Regions from separate parts of the Oryctolagus cuniculus genome. Here region 2 is linked to region 1. The links are chromatin contacts, called in public Hi-C maps. All regions are on one chromosome and are shown on one strand. The core of a region is the stretch at or near the end of the contact, and the rest is flanking DNA. Distances in the headings are between cores, read along the strand shown. Region 1 holds the start of MLANA (melan-A). Region 2 has its middle 14 kb from the start of RANBP6.

Region 1 (6,761 bases), core at 799-3,298:
GGTGTAGCAGGTGCCAAGTTCAGACTCAGGGGCAAGAGCAAGGGCAGGGAAAGGGGCTGCAGCACCTCTGTGCTGGGTCAAAGGGATAGCGGGAAACAGCTTCCTAGCTATGGGCCACACTGTTGGTGCCAAGCATGCTCTGCACCCGATGCCACATCAATCAATTCACAAGCATTATCTCCTCCCACAGTGAACACAGGAGGCCGACACTACAAGGCCTCTCTTAGATGTATGCTCCGAGGCTTACCCAAGGCTACATAGATTGAACAGATAAACTGCTGGCAGTTTGGACCAGAGTGCCTCCTGTTAGCCTGAGGCTAGGGAAGGAAAGGCAGTCACGGGGAGGACCTGGCCCTGGGGTGGCCATTGAGGGACAGTGACTAGCCAGAGGGAAATTCTAGGAGGCTCCCAGGAAATCAGATGTGAGATTTTCAGGTTGAGATTCCCTGGAAGCCTTATTTGATGAAGCTACACCCAGCTTATCCCAGCCACCTCAGAAGCTGCAAACCACTCAGCCACCTGAAGAGAGGCCTGAATGGGATCTGCCTGGGACTCACATCTTAAGTTTCAAAGGACAAACAAGCTTGAGAGTGCATACCCAGAGAGGTCGTGGTGTCCCCAGCATGCTGGGTCTGGTCTTGAGTTACCGAGGCCCCCAGCTCAGCTCAGCTACCATAGCCTTGAGCGAGGCCCAGGCACTTCACTTTGCCCTGAGGTGCAGGCCAGCTCCACTCACCCTCTCTGTGGTCTTGCTCACATCGTCCAGAGCCATGGTAGGTATAGAAGGCAGCTTAGTGCAAACTGTGGGCTTCTCAACTTGGAACCACAGCCTTCGGCGGACACCAGCACTCACCACTAGGGCTTTCAGGGAGTTACCCGGCATAATCCTGATGTTCGGGATGGAGTTGCACTGGATGTGATATGACACCAGGGCCTTGTGTCCTTCCCAGCCTTTGCACAGAATCTCTGGGCCATCCTCAGTTCTGGGGACCCTGACCACGTCACGCTCTATTGTTTGGCCTCAAGGCCTTGCGCTGGTTGTTTCCATATTTGAAATGTTCTTCCTCTACCTCCTCATAGCCAACTCCTTGTCATTCAGATCTCAGTTTACATTTTCCCTCCTTTTCATGAAGACTCTCTCAGTTTCACCTGATAAGACCCAACTCCTCTTTCTCTGTTTTGTTTCTCCTGTTTCCACTGATGACTTCTGTTGGTTGATCAAAGTCAGGATCTGAAAGGAATGGAGCCCTTGGATGTTATGGGGAAGGAGATCTTTGTGGTCATTTAGTCTAAGTCCTCAGTTGTTGAGGACTCTCACTTATACTCCTGAATTCTGGTGGATTTTTGCTTTACTTTGCTTGCCCACAATGGTTAGGGTGAGCTGTGAAGCAAGGGTGACCACTGTGCCTCACTGCAGTGCCTCTGGGCTGTACACCTTTGATGCCCAGGGTAGCTTACAATGCTAAGTAAAGCCAGCCCTGGTTTCAGTTAGACTGTAAGTAGGTTGTACTCAACCTTCAAGAAGGAAATTTCACTGGCCCCTTGCAAATGCGTGAAAACTCACGGTCCCTAGTGGGTAACACAAAGAACTCAGGGAGCTAAGTTTACGAGGTTTTAGGAATCTTCCGTTGCCTCTTTGTGGTCATGAGAATGCAGGACTAGGCAATCTCTGTATCTGAGCCCCAGGGTTCTTCTACTCCTTGAGGAGAAGATGAGGAAGAATGTTGAGCACCCAGCTAACTCTGGGTTTCAGACAAATGAAACAAATATATATAAATATGTTAATGTAAGGGTGTCTCATGCATTTTTAGCACAAAAATATTGCACGGGACATAGTTATACTAAAAATGCATTCATTGTTTATCTGAAATTCAAATTTAGCTGGCCATTCTGTATTTAATACAGCAGCTCTGTGCAGGAGCGACCGGCATTTAAAATAAATGACTTCCCTAGGATAAAGCTCTGGGATTATGGTAAACAGAAGCCACAGTGAGCTGTTCCCCACCCCCCTGCCCCCCAAGGGAGGAATTAATTCGGTTTCTTTCATGCCAATTAAGCAATCACAGTCAACTCTGTCGGGAATCCAAACCCATGACTATCACGGGACTTGAGACCACGAAAAAGTGAAGAAGATTAAGAGGCAGAGAAGCAGTCTTCACAGACACGGGCGGCTGGCAGAAGAGAACTGGCTCATCCTGGAAGGTAAGGGTGTGCGTCGCCTTCTCACCAGAATTGTAGTCCTGTAGATCCAGAGCAGGGGTGGGGGATTCTGGTGGACCCTGCCGCACTTCCTCATGGCCTCTCTGATACTCAATTGTCAACAGAATTCCCCTGCGACGTTTGTCATCCTCCAACTTCTAACCCTCTCTGGGCCCTCTGGGACTGCCAAGAAGCATAGCAATTATTCAGGGTGGCAGGCAGCTGGTGAGAAGACTCCTGCTGGAGTTCGGCATACTCTCCCGTGGCTGCTGCTCTTGCTTTGAGTGTAACAAGGCGCATTTGCTGTCTCTGTATCATCTGCCAGGGCTCTGAGCTTAAGGTATAGATGGACGAAAACAATTTAATGCATAACTGAGTTTCTTGTCTGTAATTTTGGGCATAGAGCTCACTCTTGGAGAATTTACTTGAGAGCATCAGTGAGTTCAACTTTCTTTTTTACAACTAGGAAGGACAAATTGCATGTAAAAAAAATGCCCCCACCTCCACCCCCAGTGGAAAGGAGTTGCCTGGTGAAATCCCCACTCTGCTCTTCTACTCCTCCCTGGGGTTTGAAATTGAAGTTGGGTGATGTAGCTCTATGGGGCTCAGACCTTCGAAATCCACCAGAGTGATAGGGCTTCCATGGATGGCTTTTAATGAGTACACGTTCATCATAGCCACTGCAGTTCATGAGCTTTTGTTTTGTTCATCTGCATGTATTATAGTTAATTAAAAAATCATAGCTACGAAACTTGAACTATAGAAGAGCAGAACTTGATCAAAGTGGGAGGGAAAACAAATTGTTAGGCATAAGCAGGTCCTAGGCTTCTGGAGCTGATTTTGGGTGAAATGCTCATGGACAAGCCGAGGCACCTGCCCGGGGCTGGTTTCTTTGTTGAAAAGTGGGATTGAAAGATGCTGTGCTTGGCTGCCTGGCTCACACACCCATGGTGAGATTCAAGCATAAGGTGCTCTGGGAAACAGAGATTATGCTATCATAGGCCTCTGCTTGTTCTGAGATAAATATGAGATGATAACTTTGGAGAGAAATAACTCCTCTTATTTTGTTAACCACTGCCCTGGGTCAGAGAAGGTAGAGAATGAATAAAAAACAGTGTATCACTTGTTGTTCTACAAGTTTATGGTATAGAGTCAAACTGAAGGTAAATGGATATTTTTCCCCAAATAATAACTCAATTTGAAAGTCCTGTGTTTCCATTCGTAGTTTCTTCTTCAAGTTTTTCATTAGTGGGAAAGGTAAGAAACCCAAGCTGTTTCTGAAGCTTGTGCTAGCAAGGAATGAAGCAGGTGCAAATCCTTTTGTAGAGAAACCTGAGTGTGGTTGTCCCCTGGTGAGAATGTTATTGGTGGGACTCTATGACATGGCCGGCAAGAACGTTTTGGATGCACTAAATAATGCTCATGTGCCCCTTCTGATAGGTGTCCTGTGCCCTGACCTTTCATGATGCCAAGAAAAGAGGCTCACTTCATCTATGGTTACCCCAAGAAGGGGCACGGCCACTCCTACATCACAGTTGAAGAGTAAGTTCAACCCAGACCCAGAGGGGTTCTCAGTTTGCTGTTTGCTGACACAGCTGACTTCCCCCAGCACGTGACTACCTAGCAAGTCTCCTTAGTGTTCTGTCTCCACAGACAGCAAAAGGTCTGGAAACAAGGTGAGGAGGCCCCAGGGGCTCACTCAGGCTCCTCAGAGGCCAAACAAGCAAGAAGACAAGAATGGTAAAAAGTTGGATCTTACCCACTTTGTCTGCATTCTTGGCTTCTGGGTCTTTGTTGTAGGTTCTTAACCTGGAACATAGCTGTCTTGTATGCAGACGAATCTTTACTCAAGCTTTGTCCTGTCTATTCTGCTCAGGCTCCTAAAGGAGATTTGCAGACCATGAAATGTGTTGCCAAAGAACCAGTGAGGATGAAGGGCAGATGAGAGTGACTCCCTCTGCAGACTGACGCCAGGATGAAGATGGTGTTCGTAATTCTATCTGAAAAAAAAAAAAAAAAAAAAAAAAGCAGTTTGATATTACGAGTTAATTAGAAATTAGCATTTGCATGATGAAGCATTTCTAAGTGCTAAGTGTTGTATACTGGTCCAAGACATGATCCAGTGGGAAAATTAGGCCTGAGGATAATCCCAGGAGATGTAATTGCTGTAACGGGAACACCAAGGATGCAGGGGCACACTCTGCATGTCCTCTCCGCCCTCTGAGTGTGAACCCCAACAGGACAGCAAGGAACTGTCTTTTGGAACATCTTGTCTGTGCTCTGTTCAGAACTTGCTGTAAACCTGCTCTCCCTTTGGAAAGAGTTGGTGAGCAATCTTATAGGAAGTGAGAAGCAGGGACAAATAAGATGTGGAACCCATCAGAGGTGCTGAGGAGGACATCATGCTGGGAGTACCTGCTCAGAGGACCCCAGGGGATTCTCTAATACGCTGTGTGGTCAGTGGGGTTGGGGGTGGCCGATGCCTTCTGGCAAAATGTCCCAAGAGCAAAGATGTGCTGTGTGTACGGTGCACTGTTTCAGCTTCTGTGTGGTGGCCCAACACACCCTTTACATTTAATTCTACTTATCTCTCATGTAATTGTTTAAAACGTCCAAGGGCTCATCAGTTGCCTTCTGTTCAGTTACTGCTCTTGGATATTGCCTTTGCCTACATGGTTGAAGGTGATGTGCCATCACCTTCATGTCTCACCAACAAAAGAAGGGGAGATGAAAGAGAGGCTAGACCATTCATTTCAAGGGACACACATCACTTTTCTTACCTATCACATAATGGCACTCACCCTGGTGGGTTCATCCTTGCTGTGCTGTAAATGAGGAAAGGCTTTGAGAAATCAGGCACTGTGTGGTTGGACATGGTGGTGCTGGACTTTAAATCCAGACCTGGTTGCCTCCAGGGTCCAAGCTGCAGGACAATGGAGACCAGTATTTGCACAGACCTATCCCATGAGAGGCTAGGGCAGAGATATCTCAGCATGAAGCTGGGCTCTGAACCATTCCTTTCTGGAGGCTGGAGGTTGTCTGCTTCATAGGCTGAAAACTGGGCTGTTCTTTGCTATTTAGTGTCAGCTGTGGAACCTAGCAGCCAGGTTCCATTCATAGCCTAAACAGAGTTACCTTCAGGGTCTAATTAGGAAGACAGAAACAAGCGAGGTGCTTGAACTCCAATATAAGGAATTGATTCAACAGGCTTTGGGACTGAGGAGGTAAAGAAGACAAAGAAGTTAGTAACTGAGAGATGTGGCTTCCACCCCTGGTGGGTGGGAGAGTATAAACAGAAGGGTGGGGGTCCTCAGAACCTGGCTCAGATCCTTGAGTAGGGGTTTCTGCTTGGCTGGTTCTGGTGCCTGATGTACCTCTGAGGTGAGGTGGAGGCACTGGTGGGCTGGTGCTGTTGCTGGTGAGGGCAAGGATGCAACTGGTTTTTAGAGCAAGGACTCGTGATTAGGACTGACTGATGGTGGGAAGGCTGTGGCTGGAGTGATGCTGACCCAAACAGGAGGTGGACCAGAAAGAGCAGCTCCCTCCCTCTCCTCTGGTCTCTCAGTCCACCTCTGGGGCACTCCACTAAAGGGCAAATGAGATGTGAGGCTTGTAGAGAGTGCAGGGAAAAATAACCCCTTCAACCTGTGTGTAGGAGTAGCTGGCCTTCTATAAGCAGAAATGTTGCTGTCTGCAGGACAATCAGATGACCATAGCCCACGAGACGCTCTTTACTTCAGTCTGTGAGAGAAGGAACACCATGATCTTGTGCAAGGTCGTAAAAGATGAATCCAGAAAATACCTGTGCAAAAGGCCACTCATTTGTTCCTCTCACAAAAGCTCTAGCTCAGATGAAATGCAGGCTGTGGCGTGGGCATGTTTGCTTCCAGTTAAGATGCCACTACCCTATACTGGAATGTCTGGGCTCAAGTCCTGCGACTGGCTCCTGACTCAAGCTTCTTGCTAATGTGCACCTTGGGAGACAGCGTGATAACTCAAATAGATGGTTTCCTGCCATCCATGTAAGAGACCTGGACTGAGTTCCCAGCATCTGGCTTCAGACTGGCCCAGCACTAGCCATTATGGGAGTAAGGGGATAGAACCAACAGATGGGAACTCATATTTAAAAAAAAATTAATTTATTTTATTTGAAAGGTAGAGTGACAGAGCGAGCAAGCAAGTGAGAGAGCACGAGAGAGACAGATCTTTTTCACTGGTTCACTTCACAAATGTCTGCAATAGACAGAGCAAGGCCAGGCTGAAGCCAGGAGCCAGGAACTCCATCTCAGTCCTATGTGGGTGGCAGGAACCCAAGTACTTGGGCCATCCACTGTCTCCCAGGCACATTAGCAGAGAGTTGGATCAGAAGCATGGAGTAGTCACGATTTGAACCAAATGCTTCAAGATGGGATGAGAGTATTCCAAGTGGTGGTTTAACCCACTGTACCACAATGCCTGTCCCCAGATCGTGGCTCTATGTGTCTGTCTAAAGCTGTCTCTGCCTCTCAAACCTAAAGAGTACAGATTCCCAGGTGCCGATTTTGTAGGTCAGAGTGATTCAG
Region 2 (6,855 bases), core at 614-3,113, 170 kb after region 1:
GCTCCCAGCTCTTGGCTTCAGATTGGCCCAGCTGTGGCTGGTGTGGCCATTTGGGGAGTGAATCAGTAGATGGAGGACCTCTCTCTCTCTCTGCCTCTGCCTCTCTGTAGCTCTGTCTTTCAAATAGAGAGAGAGATGGAGAGAGAGTGACCTAGTTTATTTTTATTAACTATGTGCTACTTTAAGATATTTGTTTTGACAGGGCTGGTGCTGTGGCGCAGCAGGTTAAAGCCCTGGCCTGGGCGCAGGTTCTAGTCCCAGCTGCTCCTCTTCTGATCCAGCTCTCTGCTGTGGCCTGGGAAAGCAGTAGAAGATGGCCCAAGTTCTTGGGCCCCTGCACCCGCATGGGAGACCCAGAAGAAGCTCCTGGTTCCTGGCTTTGGATCAGCCCAGCTCCAGCCATTGTGGCCATCTGGGGAGTGAATCAGAGGATGGAAGACCTCTCTATCTGGCTCTACCTCTCTCTGTAACTCTGTCTTCAAATAAATGAAATAAATCTTTAAAAAAGATATTTGTTTTGAAAAATCTGTTTTGTGTCCACTCACCAAAAAGGAGCCTCCCAGTATTATCAATGTATTTCTAGGAGATTCAATATTTCTGAAAAAAATTAAATGAAAATAAATTTGCTCTATCTCTGCTTTAACCACAATAGAAAAAGAATATTTTTTTTTGACAGGCAGAGTGGACAGTGAGAGAGAGAGACAGAGAGAAAGGTCTTCCCTTTCCATTGGTTCACCCCCCAATGGCGGCTGTGGCCAGCGCACTGAGCTGATCCGAAGCCAGGAGCCAGGTGCTTCTCCTGGTCTCCCATGCAGTGCAGGGCCCAAGGACTTGGGTCATCCTCCACTGCACTCCCTGGCCACAGCAGAGAGCTGGACAGGAAGAGGAGCAACCGGGACAGAATCCGGCGCCCCGACCGGGACTAGAACCTGCTGTGCCGGCGCGGTAGGTGGAGGATTAGCCTATTGTGCCTCGGCGCCGGCCAAGAATATCTTTAAGTCAATCTTTTTAGCATTCAGAAAAGCCTCATTTTTTTTTTTTACTTTATAAAAGAAGATGTTTCTTTTTTAGTTTCACAAGGACAAGTAGGAATCACAATGTACTCTGTCAATATAAAAGTCGTAGTCTATTTTGAATACAAAAAACTATTAATGATAATGCAGTGTATTTTTATTGAAACCAAAGCATGCCTATAAATCAATTAGTAATGTAGTAGTTTATGTCATTTCATTGGTAAGCAGATTATTTTTTTCTCTCATACCCTGTCAACTGGTATGGTTTGGTCATGAGCTTGGAGTCCTAAAGGAGGCTACAACTTAAACAAAGTGGAAAGCCTGAATGCCGCTGCTTCTAGTTCCAAGGAAATATAAGGTAGAAGAATGGAGACAGGTTGAGAAGAGATGAGTGGTGAGGATCAAGTGGCCAAGTCCCCCTTCCCTGAACTTTGGCTACAAGGGGAGCCTTCATGATGGAGAGCTCGGCCTCATTCCACACTTGGGACTCCAGGGGGAGCTCCTGTACCAACGTGGAGCAACTATAGCCAAGCTCTGCTGTACCGCCTGATTGCACTTTCTTGAGCTGCCCTTGGCACTTTTGCCTAGGCAGCAAAAATGGGAAGTTCCTGCATTTTCCTGAAATGGTGCAGGAAGGTGGGCTTTCCATGGGGTCAGCTGTGGTAACAGATGACCCAGCTTTGGTGCGCATCATAGGTCAGCGCTGAATAGGACAAAGGCAGGCTCTTACAGGATTTGTCAGCATCTAGCTGTTGGGAGCCACAGGAAATCTGAGTCATCTAGGGGAGCATCAGCTGGATCTGATTAAGTTAAGAGACACCATTCTGACATACTCCATTACAGCCTTCTGCAACCCGTTACGCTTCATCACTCACCAGGGAACACCCAGTATAGCTACTCATTGATAGGATGTGGTCTAGAATGCACTTCAAGGATTTGAGGTCTATATCTCACTTGTGCTGTGCTGGAGGTGTTGCTAAAGACCCTGTAAACCAGGTCCAATAGCCTGACGGGCAGAAAGCCAATCACTGAGATCAGAATGGTGGAAGAAAAGAGGTATCTATTGCAAAATTCAGAGCAAGGATCTGGGCAGCTATTGCTCGATTCTCAGGCTCCCTGAGGAGTTAGGGGTGATGGTTCTTACAGATTGAAATTGAGGATGAGAGGTGCATGATAAGCTCATGTCCAAGTTCCTGGTTGATCCATGGTGCGTGTGACATCCCGATGGTTTGGTTGGTGATGCCATGCTCTTTAGGGAATTTATGGTGGCCAGGAAGTCTCCAGCTGGTCTGGGGGTTATGGGAAGATGGCAGTTGCATTCTGCCTGGACCTGGAATTTCCCTACACAAACTGCCCCAGACAACACTGGCCATCAAGGTTCTTATCTATGGAGAAGCAAATGACTTCTTGAGTCCAGTATTAGAACCTTGTCAGGCCAGCTGGAGCACTATTTCAAATCAGTGAATTACTTTTGATAAAGGACAGGCAAGGACACCTTGGGCTGAGGGAGATAGACAAGAGGCTGGCTCCTGCTCTTACATTATATGGATTCAGTTTCAAGAGGAGGCAGAGAAAGGTGGAAGAAATCTGGAAGATTAAAGTTCAATTAATGATTAAAATTAAAGATTAAAATTTAGCATTTCCATATTCAAATTATTCTACTGGATTCAGTCTATTGGAGTAGCCTAATCGAGTAGCCTAAGAAAGGAATCAGATTAATTACATATCCCCCAAATTTTACATGTTCTCAACAATATTGAATATAATATAAATACTTCTGAATCCTTATTTATACAACTAAAAATAAATATGAACTTTTTTTTTTACAGAAGCTAAAGGCCTTTAAAAAAACCAAGACTGTGCATAATGAAAATAAATAATGAAAATTTCCATGTGTGGTATAGTCTCAGTTTAAATTTATGATTTAAACTGCCTTTATTTCACAAAAAAAGGTAAGATATTGCTGGCACCATGGCTCAGTAGGCTAATCCTCCGCCTTGTGGTGCCGGCACACAGGGTTCTAGTCCCTGTCAGGGCGCCAGATTCTGTCCCGGTTGCTCCTCTTCCAGTCCAGCTCTCTGCTGCGGCCAGGGAGTGCAGTGGAGGATGGCCCAAGTGCTTGGGCCCTGCACCCCATGGGAGACTAGGAGAAGCACCTGGCTCCTGGTGCTCCTGGTGCTCCTGGCTCAGCTCAGTGTGCCGGCTGCAGCGGCCATTGTGGGATGAACCAACGGAAAAGGAAGACCTTTCTCTCTGTCTCTCTCTCTCTCACGTCTACTCTGCCTTTCAAAAAGAAAGAAAGACAGACAGACAGAAAGAAAGAAAGAAAGAAAGACCCTAAAAAAAATGTAAGATACTTATAGACCGTGGCTCCAGCACTTTAGTGGGCTCTCAAGACAAAAGGGAATATCAGCTCCCTAGCTCTGTTCAGATATGCAAATCAGCTACCTGAGAAAACCTCTGGAGGATAGAAACCTCACTGAGGAATGCTGAGTGAAATAAGCCAGTCCCAAAGGGACAAATACCATATGTTCTCCCTGATCGGTGACAACTGACTGAACACCAAAAAGGAAACCTGTTGAAGTGAAATGGACACTATGGGAAACGGTGACTTGATCAGCATAGCCCTGACTGTTAATGAACAACTTAATACATTATCCCTCTTAGTAGTTTTTTGTCTGTTCTACTTAATATGACTGGTTTAATTCTGTAATTAATACACAGTTATTCTTAAGTGTTGAAAATTAACTGAAATGTGATCCCTGTTAAACATAAGAGTAGGAATAAGAGAGGGAAGAGATGTACAATTTGGGACATGCTCAAGCTGACTTGCCCCAAATGGTAGAGTTAGAAACATACCAGGGGATTCCAATTTAATCCCATCAAGGTGGCATGTACCAATGCCATCTCACTATTCCAAGTGATCAATTTCAGTTCACAATTGATCATAATGAAAGGACTAAGAGTCAAAGGGAGCACATAAACAAGTCTAGTACCTGCTAACACTAACCGATAGAATAAATAAAGGGGAGAGTGATCCAACATGGGAAGCGAGATACTCAGCAGACTCATAGAATGGCGGATGTCCTAAACAGCACTCTGGCCTCAGAATCAGCCCTTAAGGCACGTGGATCTGGCTGAAAAGCCCATGAGAGTATTTCAGGCATGGAAAGCCAAGACACTCTGGCAAAAGATCTCTGTGAGTGAGATCCCAGTGGAAAGAACAGGTCTTCAAAGAAGGAGGTACCTTTCTCTGAAGGGAGGAGAGAACCTCCACTTTGACTATGACCTTGTCTAAACAAGATAAGAGTCGGAGAACTCAGAGGGCTTCCATAGCCTTGGAAACTTATGACTGGAGCATAGGGAGATTACTGATGCCATAGACAGGAGTGTCAATTTGTAAAGTCAACAACAGGAGTCACTGTGCACTTACTCCTCATGTAGGATCTCTGTCCTTAATGTGCTGTGCATTGAGATTTAATGCTATAACGAGTACTCAAACAGTATATTTCACTTTGTGTTTCTATGGGGGTGCAAACTGTTGAAATCTTTACTTAATGCATACTAAACTGATCTTCTGTAAAAAAAAAAAAAAAGAAATTATCAATTCCCAACTTGACTCTCACTGGGATTAAACATGACAATAGGTCTGATCTGATTTCATCATCATTTAAAAAAAATCATCTATTATTTTTCACCTTATGTTTCTGTGTGGGAGCAAACTGTTGAAATCCTTACTTAAGGTATACTAAGCTGATCTTCTGTATATTAAGATAATCGAAAATGAATCTTGATGTGAATGGAAGGGGAGAGGGAGTGGGAAAGGGGAGGGTTGCGGGTGGGAGGGATGGTATGGGGGGGGAAGCCATTGTAACCCATGAGTCATACTTTGGAAATTTATATTCATTAAACAAAAGTTAAAAAAAATACAAAAAAAACGTTGTGGTTTCAAGAATGCTTCCTGGATTGTAGTCCGTGTTTGACCGACAGCCTCTGGCTGTCCTGCCTGCTGCTCCCTTACAAGCATAAGGTAACAGTCACTCTAAATAAAAATGGGCTGCTGCTACAGGTACACCACTCAAGTTATAGGCCACGTTCAGCAGGTATTCGTCCCTACATGACCTGGCTACCTGCTGCTTCCTTGCAGTGTGTTCAACAAAGCTAGCTCTGCTCATGCTTCACTCGGGTGAATACATTCAACTGTCCATGTAATTGCTTCCCATGACATTTTGGTGGCTTCTATGAGGGCTTCCCTTCTGATCATAGGGAGCCAACAATAGGCAGTGGTGTTGAAATGAAAAAAAATATATATATATCTAGAACTAGCGGATGCTGAATATCAATTGCTTTTTGCTTCTGTACTGCGCTGCTTGCTCAATGACTTAATGCGGGATGTCCAGCATAAGAAAAGGGGGTGGGGGGATAATTGTACCTCCATGACAGGCTTCACAAACTCCAGGAAGACGGGAAGGCCCAGTTCTTAGAAAACGAAATTTAGTAAATACTTCCTGAGATTAATGGTCTCCCACTTCCTTGTGTGACCACTTCCTTCTGAGACGCGTAGTCCCGGACTGCTGAGATGCACCAATAAAATGCTCAAATTTAGGTAATTTACATATAAAGAAAAAAAGAACTAGCATACGTGCTTAATGACAAACATACTTGTTTACTCAAGTGTATAAAAACGCTGTGACGGAGAGAGGCGGGGCTTCTCACCCCGCACTGCACTATGTTGTATGTGTGGTGGGAGCCCCAGCTCCTGGCAATGAAACAATAAATCCTCTTGCCCTTGCATCTGTGACTGTCTTTTGTGGGTTAATTGGGAAAGGTCTCGGATCCCACAATTCAACAGTGGCATATCCTCTGAGCAATCTACACATACTGTTGGTACCCTGATCACTCTTAGCCCTTCCTTTTCGGTCTCTGGTCTTCCACAAAAAGTTAACCAGCTCTTGGGGCGAAGACTCCACTTTATTAAAAAAGATGTATTTATTTATTTGAAAGGCAGATTTATAGAGAGGCAGAGGCACAGATATATATATATATATATAGAGAGAGAGAGAGAGAGAGATAGAGATCTTGCATCAGCTGGTTCACTCCCCAAATGACAAAAGGCCAGAGCTGGGCAGATCTGAATCCAGGAGCCTGGAGCTTCTTTCAGGTTTCCCATGTGGGTAGAGGGGCCCAAGACTTGAGCCATCTTCTACTGCTTTCCCAGGCCATAGTAGACAGCTGGATCAGAAGTGGAATAACCGGGACTTGAACCAGCACCCATATGGGATGCCGGCACTGCAGGTGGTGGCTTTACCTGCTACGCCACAGCGCTGGCCCAAATCCCACTTCTGTGCCCTATCTCTGGTCCTCAGAGAACTATATGCATGTGTGGAGGCAACTGAGGATTCTTGGCCAGGTTGACTCTGGAGGAATCAGAAGATCTACATTCTTGGATGCTCAGTGCCCATTGCCCTTAGCGGGGAGGACTCCCTCTATTCCATATTGGTGGGCTCCTTTTGTCCTTCACAAAGGTTGAAAGCCTATTTCCTCCCTTCATGTGGCTGGTCATCCTGCTGTAACGATCCTAGGCTGAAAGACTTGACACTTCAAAGGTCAGTGTGACCCTGAATACGACTCTCTCTCTCTCCCTCTCTCTCTGTCCCTTTTCTTCCAGACCTCGATTGGCTACCCAGTGTTAGAGACCATCCTTCCTGAGGAAGCATCTGGTCCTTCTTTTAGCCAAAGAAGCACCAGTGGTTCCCCTTCCACAGGCAGGACACCCCCATTGACGTGAACACCCATTTCTGCCGGCCCTATGCTCAGGCATGTCGAAGAATGGAACAGTCCC

Evidence for each region. Hi-C and Micro-C count contacts between places; a contact is called where the count stands out from the background.
Region 2: a contact with region 1 is called in a Hi-C map of liver, with 6 times the contacts expected there. The contact joins the enhancer-like site here to the promoter of MLANA in region 1. A contact is called at or near these places in 2 of 6 Hi-C or Micro-C datasets (liver and an unstated tissue).

Annotation. Positions count from the first base shown.
Region 1 is chr1:168,567,260-168,574,020 of mOryCun1.1, forward strand. It overlaps MLANA (melan-A), which reads left to right and starts at 2,049. Exons shown (of 5, transcript XM_002708101.5): 1 at 2,049-2,202; 2 at 3,640-3,741. The coding sequence starts at 3,662.
Region 2 is chr1:168,737,013-168,743,867 of mOryCun1.1, forward strand. No RefSeq gene overlaps it. Among named protein-coding and RNA genes, the nearest start is that of RANBP6, 14 kb to the left of the region's middle. Within about 2 kb of position 1,864, at least 1 of the 8 cell types and tissues checked has an H3K27ac peak or open chromatin away from gene starts, as enhancers often do.